Linked DNA regions of Mus musculus: region 2 is linked to region 1. Evidence: chromatin contacts called from public Hi-C data. All regions are on one chromosome and are shown on one strand. Each heading gives the region's core, a stretch centred on a gene start, on an enhancer-like site or on the middle of the called end of the contact. The rest is flanking DNA. Distances are from core to core; before and after follow the strand shown. Region 1 has its middle 70 kb from the start of Arsj. Region 2 holds the start of Arsj (arylsulfatase J).

Region 1 (6,491 bases), core at 1,108-3,607:
ACTTTGCTACTTCTTATTCTTGCTTTTTTACAATATGAAAAAATGTAGCCTGGTTTTCAAATAGTATGAAAAGTTTGACATTTGGCCCTGAGGGTCAGATAGCAAATAGATCTACTGCAGTTCCATGGGAATGGCAGAAGACAGAGCCTTCTGGATCAGGAAGGAAAGCTTTGTACCTCAAGGTACAGCAAGCAAGGTTTTATCTCAGTTCCTAGAATGTCATTGTCAAGAGGCCAATACAAGCCCCATATGACACCTGTTCACAGTACAAGTGACAACAGGCGAGAAGCCCGAGTCCAGGGACCAAAAAAACTTTTCTTTATAGCCGATAAGTATGTCTGCTGTTTGCTTCAGAGTCTATTCTCTAAATCTACTTCTCATACAAACATCAGGAGAAAAGACTCTAAGAATGTTGGTTAGTTTATGCGACAGGATTTTTCTAGAAAAACAAACAACACTAAAGCAATGATGTGTCCTGGCAGTGCCCATCCTTCATTCTTCGTCATTTTGACATCTGGAAGACTTCTTTTATTCACTTTTATTTTTACTTGAAATATAATTATGTAATTAGCTCCACCTTTTTCCTCCCTCCATCTTCTCCCATACCCCCTAGTTCTCTCTCAAATTCATGGCCACTTTTTATTGTTATTGATACACACACACACACACACACACACACACACACACACACAAACACACACAGCACCATCTTCCAAATTTTTCCTTAACGTTAGATACAGGAGTTGTTTTGTAGAAGAACCAACTGGAGCTGAGCACCTGACAGTATTGAACTCAGAGACCCATCTGCCTCTGCCTTCCAAGTGCTGGGATTAAAGGTGTGCACCACCACAGCATAGCTTAGTACTGGGATTTTACATATATATATATATATGTTTTATATAATTTTATACACATAAGTTATATGTAATTTTAGGTGAATAAAACTCGTATGGTTGCCAATGGCTTTTTTAGACATCTTTAGTATTGTCTGCCATTTTCCCTGCCTTCCCTTTAATATTGATCTCCTTTTGCTTTCTCCAATAAAAGCCCTCCTCCCCATTTTCCCCATTCACCCCTTCAAATCACATGCACCCTATTATTCCCCTCTCTAATGCACCTCCCACCTCCCCCCATGGTATAGTCTTACTTTCCTGAGTTCTGCAGTTACTTCAGTATCAATGCATGCATATCTGAAGATTTGAAGCTAAGAACCACAGGTAAGAGGAAACATGTAGTGCTGACCTTTCTGAATCTGGATTATCTCACTCAATTTATTATTTTCCAGTTACATCCATTTACCTACAAATTTCATTATTTCATTTCTCTTGACATATAAGTGGTATTTCATAGTCTATATGTACCACATTTTCATTTATTCAGTTAAATAAAATAACATTCAGGTTGTTTCATGAATATGATATGTTACTATTTCATTGGTCATTCCTAATAATTTGACTTGGATAATCCTTTTGATTCACCACATACACATCTAATGAGTGTTGCTCATCACTGGATAAAGTAATCTACACCAAAGCCCAAGGATCCTAGAAATAAATAGCAAATGTTATAAAATAATGTTCATTGAATTGTCTGTTATAGCAGCTATAACAAAGTACCGTGGACCAGGTAGATTAAGTAACAAAGTTTCATGTCTGAGTCGTGGAGTCCAGAAGTCCAAGATCAAACGGAGGTACTAGAGGTGCTATTTCTCCTAAGGCTTCTCCCAGGTTTAGAAAGGGATGCCCTGACATGATCTTCTTTAAACGCTTCCTCTGCATCTCTGATTGAAATAAGAACTTCTAGTCATAACCTAGGGCCTTATATTAACATTAGTCTAAGTTCCTTCTAAATGCCTTTCTCTTTGGCTGACAGGTGGTTGTCTTCACATGGTGCTTTTTCTGTTTGTGTTTGAGTCCTTTGTTTTGAAATAAACACAACAGCCATAGAGCATTATGATCTACTTTGTAACCCTATTTAAATTAGTTATCTATTTTAAAAGTGTATTTCCAATCATGCTTTAGGATTCTAAGGGTTGGGGCTTTAATGTATGAGTTTGGGAGGACATTCGATTTAATTTAGAAATTGAAGTATTTTATTTGACTATCTCTTTTAACCTTTCTTTTGGGCCTGAGGCAGTTAACAGGATAAACAAGTGATTAAAGACTCTGTATTGTTCTAGAAGGATCATTCTAGCATCTACACCCATCCTAGCCCAAGAGTTAAGATTAATCCTAATGTCTTCCAGGACTTTAGCTAAAGCCAAGGACAAATTTCTCACCATTCTTTTCAAACGGAATGACTCACATTTCTACAACCTGCCAACAGAAGACGTGTCAATAATGAGTCAACGTCTCTCTCAGGAAACTCCCCAGAGTAACCCATGTAGAGTGATTTTGGAGGGAACTGTACAGTCATCGGAGGACAGGATCCACTGAAGAAATTTCATTAAATGCGAATGGTCTCAGGCAACAACTTCAATGGTACAAAAAGCTGCATTTTCAGGAGGGAAACAAATGAAAACATGCATGGAAGAAGTTTGATGTCAGAGACACATGAGCTGACCCTGGAAAGGAACTGTTCATAATGTCCCACTTATCCCTGGGAAGACAGGTTAGCGGTGCTATGGCCTCATACTTGGCTAATATGCCTTGGGATTCTCAGTCCAGTTTAGTCCTGTGTTTTTGAAGAGATTGAGTTAGGGCAGTCACACTACAAAGACATCTTACTTTGTATTCAGCAAATGGGTAGCCACAGATTAATTTAGACAGAGCTGCAGAGATGGAGCCTCTGTATGTATCTGGGAGCAGACAGGAGATCAGGGCAATGGCTTACCTTTCCAATAAGCTTCTGAGTGAGCATGGTTAGGGGAGATAATCAACTTAGAGTCAAAAATCCAAGCCAAAGATAATAAACTCAGCACTGTGTTGAATTTAATCGGTGACAGCCTGGAAACAGGACACCACATTGTTTCACTTTCATGAGAAAAGTTCCTGAGTCCATAGTGAGTAGGGGAAAAAATTTTTCATTTCCTCTCCTGAACCATGAAGGTCCAGGGAATTCATTTCCATGTACCCAAGTTATCATTCTTTCTCTAGTGTCTAGTAGCTATGACTTTATCATCCTCAGCCTTTCCCTAGTCACATCATAAACTGTCATCTGTAAGAATCTGTTACAAGAGAGGTGAGAGGATCTTTTTGTTAAACTTACAAAGGTTAATTGTGTTCTGTCTCTGTTTTCTCCTTTGAGGTTTCTGCAGGGTGACTTGCTGGTGTAGTCAGTCAAGTGATCATCAAGGACCATACTACCCCACCCAGAGAACCTACATGCCTGAGCCACTAATCTGTTTGAATATACTAGACCCCCTTTTTGACCAAGTGGCATCTATGACATACATAAAGCAGCCAACATGTGGTTGAAATTAGAGGCAAGGAAGAGGCATCATATCCAAGAAAGGCCAGATTGAGATTCCAAAACTTTGAAGTCTGCTCTTTAGAATCTACTTCTTTGTCATAATTGTTCTCTAAACCATTCACTTCCCAACACTGCTGTAACAAATGCTCACCGAATCATTTAATATAGCAAGGTTCCTCATGTTGCTTATGGTGTGAATATGAAATCTCTTTTTAAGGTTCATGTGTTGAAGGCTTTGTCCCTAGGAGGTGGTGGTATTGAAAGGTGATTAGATCATGAAGGCATCACATGTCTTTAATGGGTTAGGACGTGGATGACGTCACAGCTGAGAGAGCTATCAGTACGCAAAGCCTTGTTTGAGGAAGTAGGTTGCTGAGGACATGCTTTTCAGGGGTGTATCTTGCCAGTGGCTTGTTGCTGTCTCTGCTCCCTGATTGATGTAGTCTCCTCTTCCACTCACAGTAGGGATGTGGCAGTGCAATCTAAAAATCTCAGTGTGGAGGGGGTGGGGACAGGCAAAGCCCTGGAGCTTGCTAGCCAGATCAATGAGATCTAGGGTCTCTAGATGGTCACATTTCACAAATATTGAGGTAGAAAATCAACTGAATAAGACACCCACCAAGATTACCCTCTGGTGTTTACATACATGCACATCAACACACACACACACACACACACACACACACACACACACACAAATGTTATATATGCATACACACATAATCTCAGTTCTAAAATTTTCACTCTATCCAAAGCCCTATCTGGGTTAGTAGTTCATTGTGGGATATAAAACCATACCAGGAAGTTTGGTAAGGTAGAGCAGGTTGAGACCCAGAATCTCTGTGGGCCCACACCTGAAGCTTAGGTGTCTCCCAGCTCCCTGTCAGACTCCTGCCATGCTTCTCACATAAAAGAAATGTGTCCTATGTTCATGTAGGCCCAAAACAGAGTTCTCCTAATGAGGACACAGAGGCCTGGAGGGCTTAGCCAATAAACTTTCTTTCCCAGACATTTCTCCCTGCAAAAGGTATTTAATCTCAGGTCCACCCTGAGAAATGGGGGTTTGGTTTTTACAGATCCACTTTCTGCCTTTCCAATAAACTGTTTAGAACCATGGACTGTCTCTTTTCACCAAGATCCGCCATGGGGAACCATGAAGAAGACCTTCACCTGTAGAGCCATAGCCTAATCTCTTGTAGAAGGCCTCTCTGCGCTCCCAGCCACAACTGCTACCAAGCCTGATAAAGACAATCCCCGTGAGACAAGCCAGAGCACCCCCAGCCCAGGGTTAGACACTGTTCCCAGCCTGAGGGCCTCTGCCTTCATTCTCTACTCATCTGTGACTCCCAGCAGTCTGAGAACCCCCTCAGTCCCAGCCGTGTTGGGGACCCCTGAGCCAGCTCCTGCTTTCCCAAGTCATCTCAGACTGCACTTTTCCTATAGCCCAGCACACCCTGGCAATGGCGTGGGGATAAGTGCAGTCAAACCCCCTACATACCACCTACCCAAGAGGCCAAGTGCCCAGTGATGGAGCAGACACAGGCCAAGAACCCTACATTTCATCATCCTTAGACCGTCTATTTTAGGTTTAAGGACACTTTGACTAAGCAGCCATAGCCCCATTACCTTCTGGCTCTAGCTGTAGGCTAGTGTCTTTTGGGTGACTTGACCTTGACTTGAGTTTGCAGTAGCCTTTTAAAGAAGTGCACCAGAACTCTGCTGCTACAACAGTTGTCTCAAGTTTTCCTATCAGACTAGGAGGAGTTTAAGAGGAAGCAGATATGGCCACAGGACTATATTTACATTCTTTTGGGTCATTTTTTTCCACTATTGCACTTCCTTTCAATTTATAGATTCAAGGTAGGACAATAAAATCTCCAATACAAACCAAGATTTTATTTGTATTTACCCATGAGAATTTGGTTAATTAAAATATGAGTATTGAACTACGTATTGCAATAATTCTGATCTTTTTATCCATGCCTTAGTTTGGCAAGACAGTTACTGTGGGACTTGGCACTATCCAGCTCTTACTCTCCTTCTGCAACAAGTTTTTCAACCCTACTTATCTCCCAGGTGAATTCCAGAAGTTAGGATTTTTCTGGGTCTCTGACAAATAGGGAGTCACAAATATCCCTCAGATTAGATTTACATTAGCAATCCTGCTAATATCTGAAAGATGTTTGTGACTTGGGGTTCTCTAGAGAAAGAGAGCAAACAGAATATATAGAAAAGGAGGAAAGGGAGAAAATCATTTGAAGAATTTGCCACACATTGTTGTCAGGCTAGCAGCACTGGCCATGGAAGTTGGCATACTACAGACCCGTGAAGAGTTCCCACTCCTGTCTTGAGGCTGAGAGACATCTGAAGGCAGGATCCTTTCATCCTCAGGAGACCCCTTTACTTTGATAGCCTTAAACAGATTGGATGACATCACCATGTTATAGAAATAATCTTCGTTCCCCAAGTCTACTGACTTCAATATTAACTTTATCTGAAATTATTTTCACAGCAACATTCCAACTGCATAAGACTCACACCAAAATATCATGGCCAAGGGAAGTTGACACAAAATTAATCACTTCAGGAAGGAACTGGCTCTGTTGATTGTTGTCTCCTCTTGTCTCCTCTTTCCCTTTTTGTCCTCCTGCTCCCCTGTCCCCTTCCCCCCAAGTTATTCATAACTATCTATTCTTTTTCTCCCTGCCTGTGACTTAACAGCTAATACCCACATATATGCAAATAAATAGTATATTTATTTTTCTGGGTCTGGGATACCTCACTCAGGATGATATTTTCTAGTTTTATCCATTTAGCTAAAAATTTCACGATTTCATTTTCCTAAATGACTAAGTAATATTTCATTGTGTAAATGTACCATATTTTCTGTATCCATTCTTCTGTTAAGGAACATCTGTGTTGTTTCCAATTTCTGACTTTTATAAATAAACTAATAATGAACATGGTTGAACAAGTATTTTTGTAGTAGGATGAAAGAACCTTTGTATATAAGTTTAAGAGCTGGATTTTGAAGTAGAAGTAGATTAATTCTGATCTTCTTGAGGAACCACTATGCTAAT
Region 2 (6,491 bases), core at 2,083-4,582, 71 kb after region 1:
GTACCCTATACTGTCAACTTCAGTGATGTTACACCCTAAACCTGCCTGTCCCTGGGTAGGGCTGCTGCTACCATGTCGTATTTTGATTTCCCTTCCAAGTACTTACCAAGATCCTAATTTGCCCTACCTTTCATTTGACTTTTATATTACAGAAGAAAAACTCTATCTGGGGTCCCCAAACTTGTATCCATTCTCCTCTTAGTCAATTAATTCTTTTTGAGCTTTCAGTGAACATCGGTTCTCATAACCAAAGCCTAGTGTTTTAATCAAGGGATGCACTACTGTGAAATTTTCAAATTTTGCGGCAACTGTGGGAGTCCATTATCTACTCCTCCAAACATCCCCTGAAAAAGAAATCTCCAAGTTTTCTTCCTATATTCTTCATCACTACTTGTTCTAATCAAAAGGTGTCACAATTGTCAGTCATCTTGAAAGGACGTTATAATTAGTCAGACTCATGGGATGAAATGTCTTTGTTGTTTCTATTACTATAAATACAGCCCAGAAGAGACCATGCTTCAGTGACATGTCCTGTTCATAAAGGGATCCACTCCTAAGGTCCAAAAAGTCATTGGCCGGCTCTTCAAATTCCCTAAGTATATGATATCATGGGAGCTTATTAATCTCAGTTCCTATGCACCTACATAATGCTCTATCTATCTATCTCTATCTCTCTATCTCTATCTCTGTCTCTGTCTCTGTCTCCATCTCTATCATCTCTGCCTACACTTTGTGAAGGATCAGATGTTAGCTCTCAGCTACTCTCCAGTACCATGCTATGCCTGCCTGCCGGCCAGCATGATAATAATTGACTAGCACTCTGAAGCTGTAAACAAGCTTCCAGTGAAATGCTTTGTTCTTTTAGTTGCCTTACTTGTGGTGTCTCTTCACACCAATAGAACAGTAGCCAAGACATATGGCCATTCTATAACTAAATGGGGTTTATTTATAATTAAGTATACCCAACCAAAATAAACCTAAGACAAGATTCCATGGAAACAACTGATTGCTAGAATCAAGAATGTTGGTTCTAATGTGAGAAGACTACTAAGCTGCACAGACATGTCAACTTGACATTTCATGAGGGAGGTGGGACTATTGTCTGAAACAAGAGAGCATGAATTCCAACTCTATGGTAGGAAATGCCGAGTCCGTATTTATAACCCAAGTACACAGACAATAGACTCCTGGCTGCCAGTTGTGACCAGTCTGTGCTTGTTGGCTGGGAATGATTTGAAACCCCATTTGTAAGTGAATCTTTTGAAGAGAAGGAGCTTTGAAGTCAGTTATACATCCAAAACTTCTGCAGAAAAAAGAAAGATAACAAATAAAATAATATCCTTTTCCATTTAAAGCTCACTCCTCTGAAGTACCTCACCTCCTAACCGCACACATCTTGCATCAGGTGTGTTTGCTTTATAATTTCCTTGTTTTTGTCTTCTCCAGAATGTCTTCTCACAGTAACACTTGGGGCCTGAAGGTTTTGGTTGAGTGAGATCTTTCTTCTCCACCATAGTAGAGGGTCTACCAGAGTCCAGACATCCTAATTTAGTTCACTCCTTGCTTCCACTGCTATTACTGGCCCATCTCATCCACTGTTATCAAGTGGAACAATGTTCCTCGGGGCTAGTCTAGAATAATGAAGTATAAGAGGTACTTGAGCATGCATAAGTGTGTCCATGTTTAGGGTACAATGGTTAGCTCACAGGAAGTATTGCATAAATGTTGGCTTAAAGAAAATTCTTGCCAAAAATCTAAATTGGAAATGCTTGTTATTGTCACATGGAAACACAGACGACCCTCCTGCCATGTTACTCATTAGCTCTCCAACTGAAAATAGCTGGGTCTGTTGGAGTGTGTACATCTTTTCCACTCCAGCACCCACCCCACTAGACCAGTGAAGTCGGAATCCCTACCTCTCTGTGCTTTTAATCTCCCAGTAGAACTGACTCTTTTTAAATGTTTGGAAATTTAAACTTAGAGAGTTGTTACTCTCAATTCTAAGCATGTCTTCTAAATCTCAACGTCTCTCCTGGAAGCAGCCAGAATAAGCCACTGCCTGCTCATGTTGGCAAAATTAGCTGCATGAAACAGCATTCTGTCTCCCAGTTTAAGTTTCCATTTCACCAAGTTTGCCTGCAAAGTTGACAGGAACTGTGTAATAGCAGAAGGGAATTAAAAGTAACAGCTAAATGAAACTTGGAATTATGACTTAGTCATTAATTGAATCTTGCATGTTGTATGCCAGGCTATACTAGGTGTTCAGTAAGAAAGTGTTGAAAACATTGGGAATAACATATATATACACCGCTTTTGGCATTGATGCCTCTTCTATAAAGATCCTGCCTCTGGGCAGTGTTTTAAACGGTTCTAACTATGGTAAAAAATAAAGTATGTTTTCTCAGTGAAAGCAATCTTTTATTGTAGGGAGAGGAGAGAAACAAAAGAAAGGAGATATAAATGGAAAGAGAGAAAGGGAGAGAGAGGGGAGGAATGAGAAGAGAATACACGGTGATATTATGTTCACTACAAAACAAATCCAAAGGCTGGAGGCAGAGCTCAGCTGGCAGATGGCATGGGGTTGACTCAACATTATATGACAGTACGCCGAGGGTGTGTGTGTGTGTGTGTGTGTGTGTGTGTGTGTGTGTGTGTGTTCACTCAACACTATATGAACCTGGCTTCGAGAAATCTTACAGTCTGGGGAAGTGGAGACAGGAGCATCAGATGCTCAGAGTTACCATCAGGTATGTAGTAAGTTCCAGGTTAGCGCATGAATCGCTGACTCGACACTATGCGACAGATGGGCTTCCTTCTTCGGGGTGTAACCTTCCTCTCTTTCTACATTCTTGGCGGGAAAAACCAAGTTTGGAGAGAGGCAGAAAGCCTACATTCTTAACATCTTCACTAAGGAAGAGAGTGATGAGACCGGAAAAGTCAACTGTTGACAGAAAAAGTACTAGTTTAAAAGTTGCACTTGTGGCTGTCAGTAAAAATAAAGAGAAAAGAAAAGAAACGGCAAAGCCAGGGAGGGATGGGAATGGGTGGCGGGTGGAAGGGGGGGGGGTGCAGTAGTTGAGCAATGAAGGAAAACCAGCCACAGAGTGTTCTGTGCCATCTGTTGATTCTCCTGCTCTCTTCTCACTCGCTCCAGTAGCTTCCAACGTTTCGGGATGGACAAGGGGCATCGTCTATGGGCAGACCCACAGAAAGATGGTCTTTCACCTGCACTGAGGAGTCTCACTGGGGACCCCAGGGAGCCGCCCCGCAGCAAAGCCGCCCTTCTCGGGTCCATCCTTTTCCTCGCAGAAAGGAGGGCGGAGAGCCAGCGCCTCCCCGGCCTGGGCCCGCCCTCAACCAGCAAGCATGGATCTCCGGCTGCGACTGCCTGGCGAACAGAGGAGGAAAGCACAGATGGCTAGAACTAAGTCAGCCACCCAAGGGCACGCTGGAGCAGCTGCAGCACCCACAGGGGACACGTGCGCTCTGCGATCGCCGCCCAGGACTCTGTGAATGTCCCCAAGCGCTTCGGGGTAGAGAAGGAATTGCTGAAGAGGAGGCCGGCTGGGGCAGGATCCTTTCTCACTTCGGGGGCCCGGAGAGGGGTCAAGAAGATTGACAAACGCTCAGCGGAAAATGGGGAACTAGCCTTGAAAAGGTAGGAGTAGCGGCCAGCAGGAAGAAGGTCCCCTCGGCTCAGCCTGTCATTCATCCATAAGCAAGGGGTTCCTTGGGGCAACTTGGCAAGGCTTCCCGGGTGCCTGGAACGCTGGACCGATGTCAGTCCCACCACGCCTGGTGCTTGCCTGCGCATGGACACAGTCCTGCTCCCCGAAGATGTGGAGGATGATATGACTGCCAGACGTTCCTGTCCTGTGTGGCTCTCAGTCCCTTTCTTGTCCTTTATTATTTTTATTATTTCTTCGTGAGAACTTTTGGGTGAAGATGCTAACTTTTTTTTTCTTTCCTGCAAGCTGCCGGGTGATGTTAGGAGGTAAAAGAAAAATTGAAAAGTAAAGAACTGCAAGTCAGTGAAGAGGACATCTGCTCCCTTCTAGTTTTTCCAATGTTCATGAGTTAAACCGTTACCTCCAGAGGATTGAAGTTGTGGGAAGTGGTGGCATCTGGGGAAGGGAGCAGGATTCCCTCGCAGCCTTCCTTCAGCTGTCTCTACCCCTTCGCATGTATGAGTGGACCAGCAGCAGCAAAGGGGGCAGGGTTCTGCTTGTGGAGTCTCCTGTGGGACCAGAGTGAATGGCCCCCAGGGACAGTGCGGAGCCTCTGCCTCCGCTATCTCCACAGGCCTGGGCCTGGTCTGGAAAGTTCTTAGCGATGGGTGCCCTGGCAGGCTTCTCGGTCCTCAGCCTGCTCACCTATGGCTACCTGTGCTGGGGCCAGGACTTAGAAGAGGAGGGGTCCCTAAAAGCTCAAGTTGATGAGAGACCTGAAGCAGGCACAGCAGGCACCTCCCAGCCCCATCTCATTTTTATCTTAGCTGATGATCAGGGATTTAGAGATGTGGGTTACCACGGATCTGAGATAAAGACGCCCACCCTTGATAAACTCGCTGCAGAAGGAGTTAAGCTAGAGAACTACTATGTCCAGCCTATTTGCACACCGTCCAGGAGCCAGTTTATTACCGGAAAGTAAGTGTTACCACTTTTATGTATTACTTGGAAAACTCTTAGGCCTTTATTTAAAACTGGTTTCTAATTTAAGAGAGGATCTAAAAGTATGTGGGAAACAATCCAATGAATGAACAAGAGAATGCATGAATGAATGAATGAATGAATGAATGAATGAACAGCCCCTCGCATTAGTGTCAATACCCCGGCCCTAATCTCCTCCCTTTCCTTTCCCTGACAGCCAGCTGTGAGCTTTTGAATGGTGTCAGTATTTTTACACTCGTCCATCAACCAGAGACCTCCGTGGTTGCTACTTCCCAATCTGTTTTGATTGTCAAGCGCATTCACATTCCATTTCAGGTATCAGAACAGAATCCACAGAGGAAAAAAAAATGCCACTTACAACTCTTAGTTTGTCACAAAATTTAGGGATTGAATGTTTGAAACCCCAGGTCATCACAGAGAGAGCAGAGGTCACAAAAGCAGGAAAGGTGACACAGAATATGACGGGTGTGGGATAGAATTCTGCCTCCATCTTTGTTGGGTGCTTTCCTCTCATGGTGTTGTACTTGTCTGCCAAGGCAGTTCTCAAAATGCCGTGGGTTCCGTGGGATTTGCTGTTGCTGCTGCTGCTCCTCCTCCTGTGTGGGGAAGGGTTCTGAGTTACTCATGCAGCTCAGGGGACGAAGAAATGTTGTCAATAGTTTGCTAAATGGCTCATCTCCTTAAGGTGTTCATGCATTTTTCTATTTTTACTTTGTCAGACTATACGTGATTGTAACTTATTTTCATGGTGCAAATTCCATTTGGAAAGCAAAGCAGAGGGGTCAAGGGGTCAAGCTACTCCTGAACAGTTGATGGCTTTAATCTATGTGCCTTGTGATTTTGGCTTCAGGACAGAGAACCCTTGCTTCAAGTGCAGTTGTTCTTGGAATTGGACCTTGTAAGGGTCGCCAGTAACCAGTCTGGAAAAATTACGACTACGGTGTTTTGTAGAAACCTCTGTCTTGCTTACAGCATAATTTCCACTGCTTAGCAAACTGTCAAAATTTACCTTCACTGCCAGAAAATAATTTCTTCCAGTATTAGCAAGAAGAGGTGGAGAACAGAGTATGATGGTGCACACCTTTAACCCCAGCACTCAGGAAGCAGAGGCAGGAGGATCTCTGTGAGTCAGATGTCAGCCTAGTCTACATAGTGAGTCCCTGGTCAGCCAGAGTGACAAAGTAAGGGCCCGTCTCAAAAGTCCAAAAACCAAGCCAATGTGAAAAATGTAAAGGGGAGAAGAAAAAGAAGAGGAGGAAAAAGAGGGGACAAAGGAAGAAGGACAGGTCTTTGTGTCCAGATTCTTCTTCAGGGTTAATCATTGCATCACAAAGTCAAGAGTGTTTGAGATTTATACAGCAACAATTACAATTGTCTGGAAAACAAGCCCATCTAGTGGCCTAGTATTAAGTTCTTCACCTCTATTCCCAACCATCCTTTTCCTTAACTAATGAAGTGAGCATGTCTTAAAGATACTTAAAGATACTTCAGTGGATTTAAGGAATTCAGGTTTTCACAGAGTTGAAACAGTAGTTGAAAAAAATTAAACTGAGTTCATGAACTTCCTTTCCATAATAAAGTACGTAAAATAATCTTTGTACTGAAAGAGGACATTTGGAAACACCTTAAACAGATAGGATATCTATCCTACCTTTATCTTTTTACCTTTAAGTTTACGTAATTAGATGGAACAAATGGAGGCAGAAATAACTCCTGGTTTTTTGTTTTGTTTCTGTTTTTGGTTTTTTTGTTTGTTTGTTTGTTTGTTTTGTTTTCCTTTTTAACAAGAGACTGACTCAGTATTGTCGGTGCAATCAAACA

What was found. Hi-C and Micro-C count contacts between places; a contact is called where the count stands out from the background.
Region 2: a contact with region 1 is called in a Hi-C map of muscle stem cells, with 1.9 times the contacts expected there. The contact joins the promoter of Arsj here to the enhancer-like site in region 1. A contact is called at or near these places in 1 of 39 promoter capture datasets (the 3T3-L1 cell line), 1 of 15 datasets of contacts at CTCF or cohesin (the NIH/3T3 cell line), 3 of 484 Hi-C or Micro-C datasets (embryonic fibroblasts and muscle stem cells) and 1 of 9 other capture datasets (adipose tissue).

Annotation. Positions count from the first base shown.
Region 1 is chr3:126,290,119-126,296,609 of GRCm38.p6, forward strand. No RefSeq gene overlaps it. Among named protein-coding and RNA genes, the nearest start is that of Arsj, 70 kb to the right of the region's middle. Within about 2 kb of position 2,358, at least 47 of the 459 cell types and tissues checked have an H3K27ac peak or open chromatin away from gene starts, as enhancers often do. A contact at or near this core is called in the NIH/3T3 cell line, embryonic fibroblasts and muscle stem cells, where this site is marked.
Region 2 is chr3:126,360,520-126,367,010 of GRCm38.p6, forward strand. It overlaps Arsj (arylsulfatase J), which reads left to right and starts at 3,333. Exons shown (of 2, transcript NM_173451.3): 1 at 3,333-4,646. The coding sequence starts at 4,255. It overlaps Gm35408 (a long non-coding RNA gene), which reads right to left. Exons shown (of 3, transcript XR_376049.2): 3 at 5,034-5,266.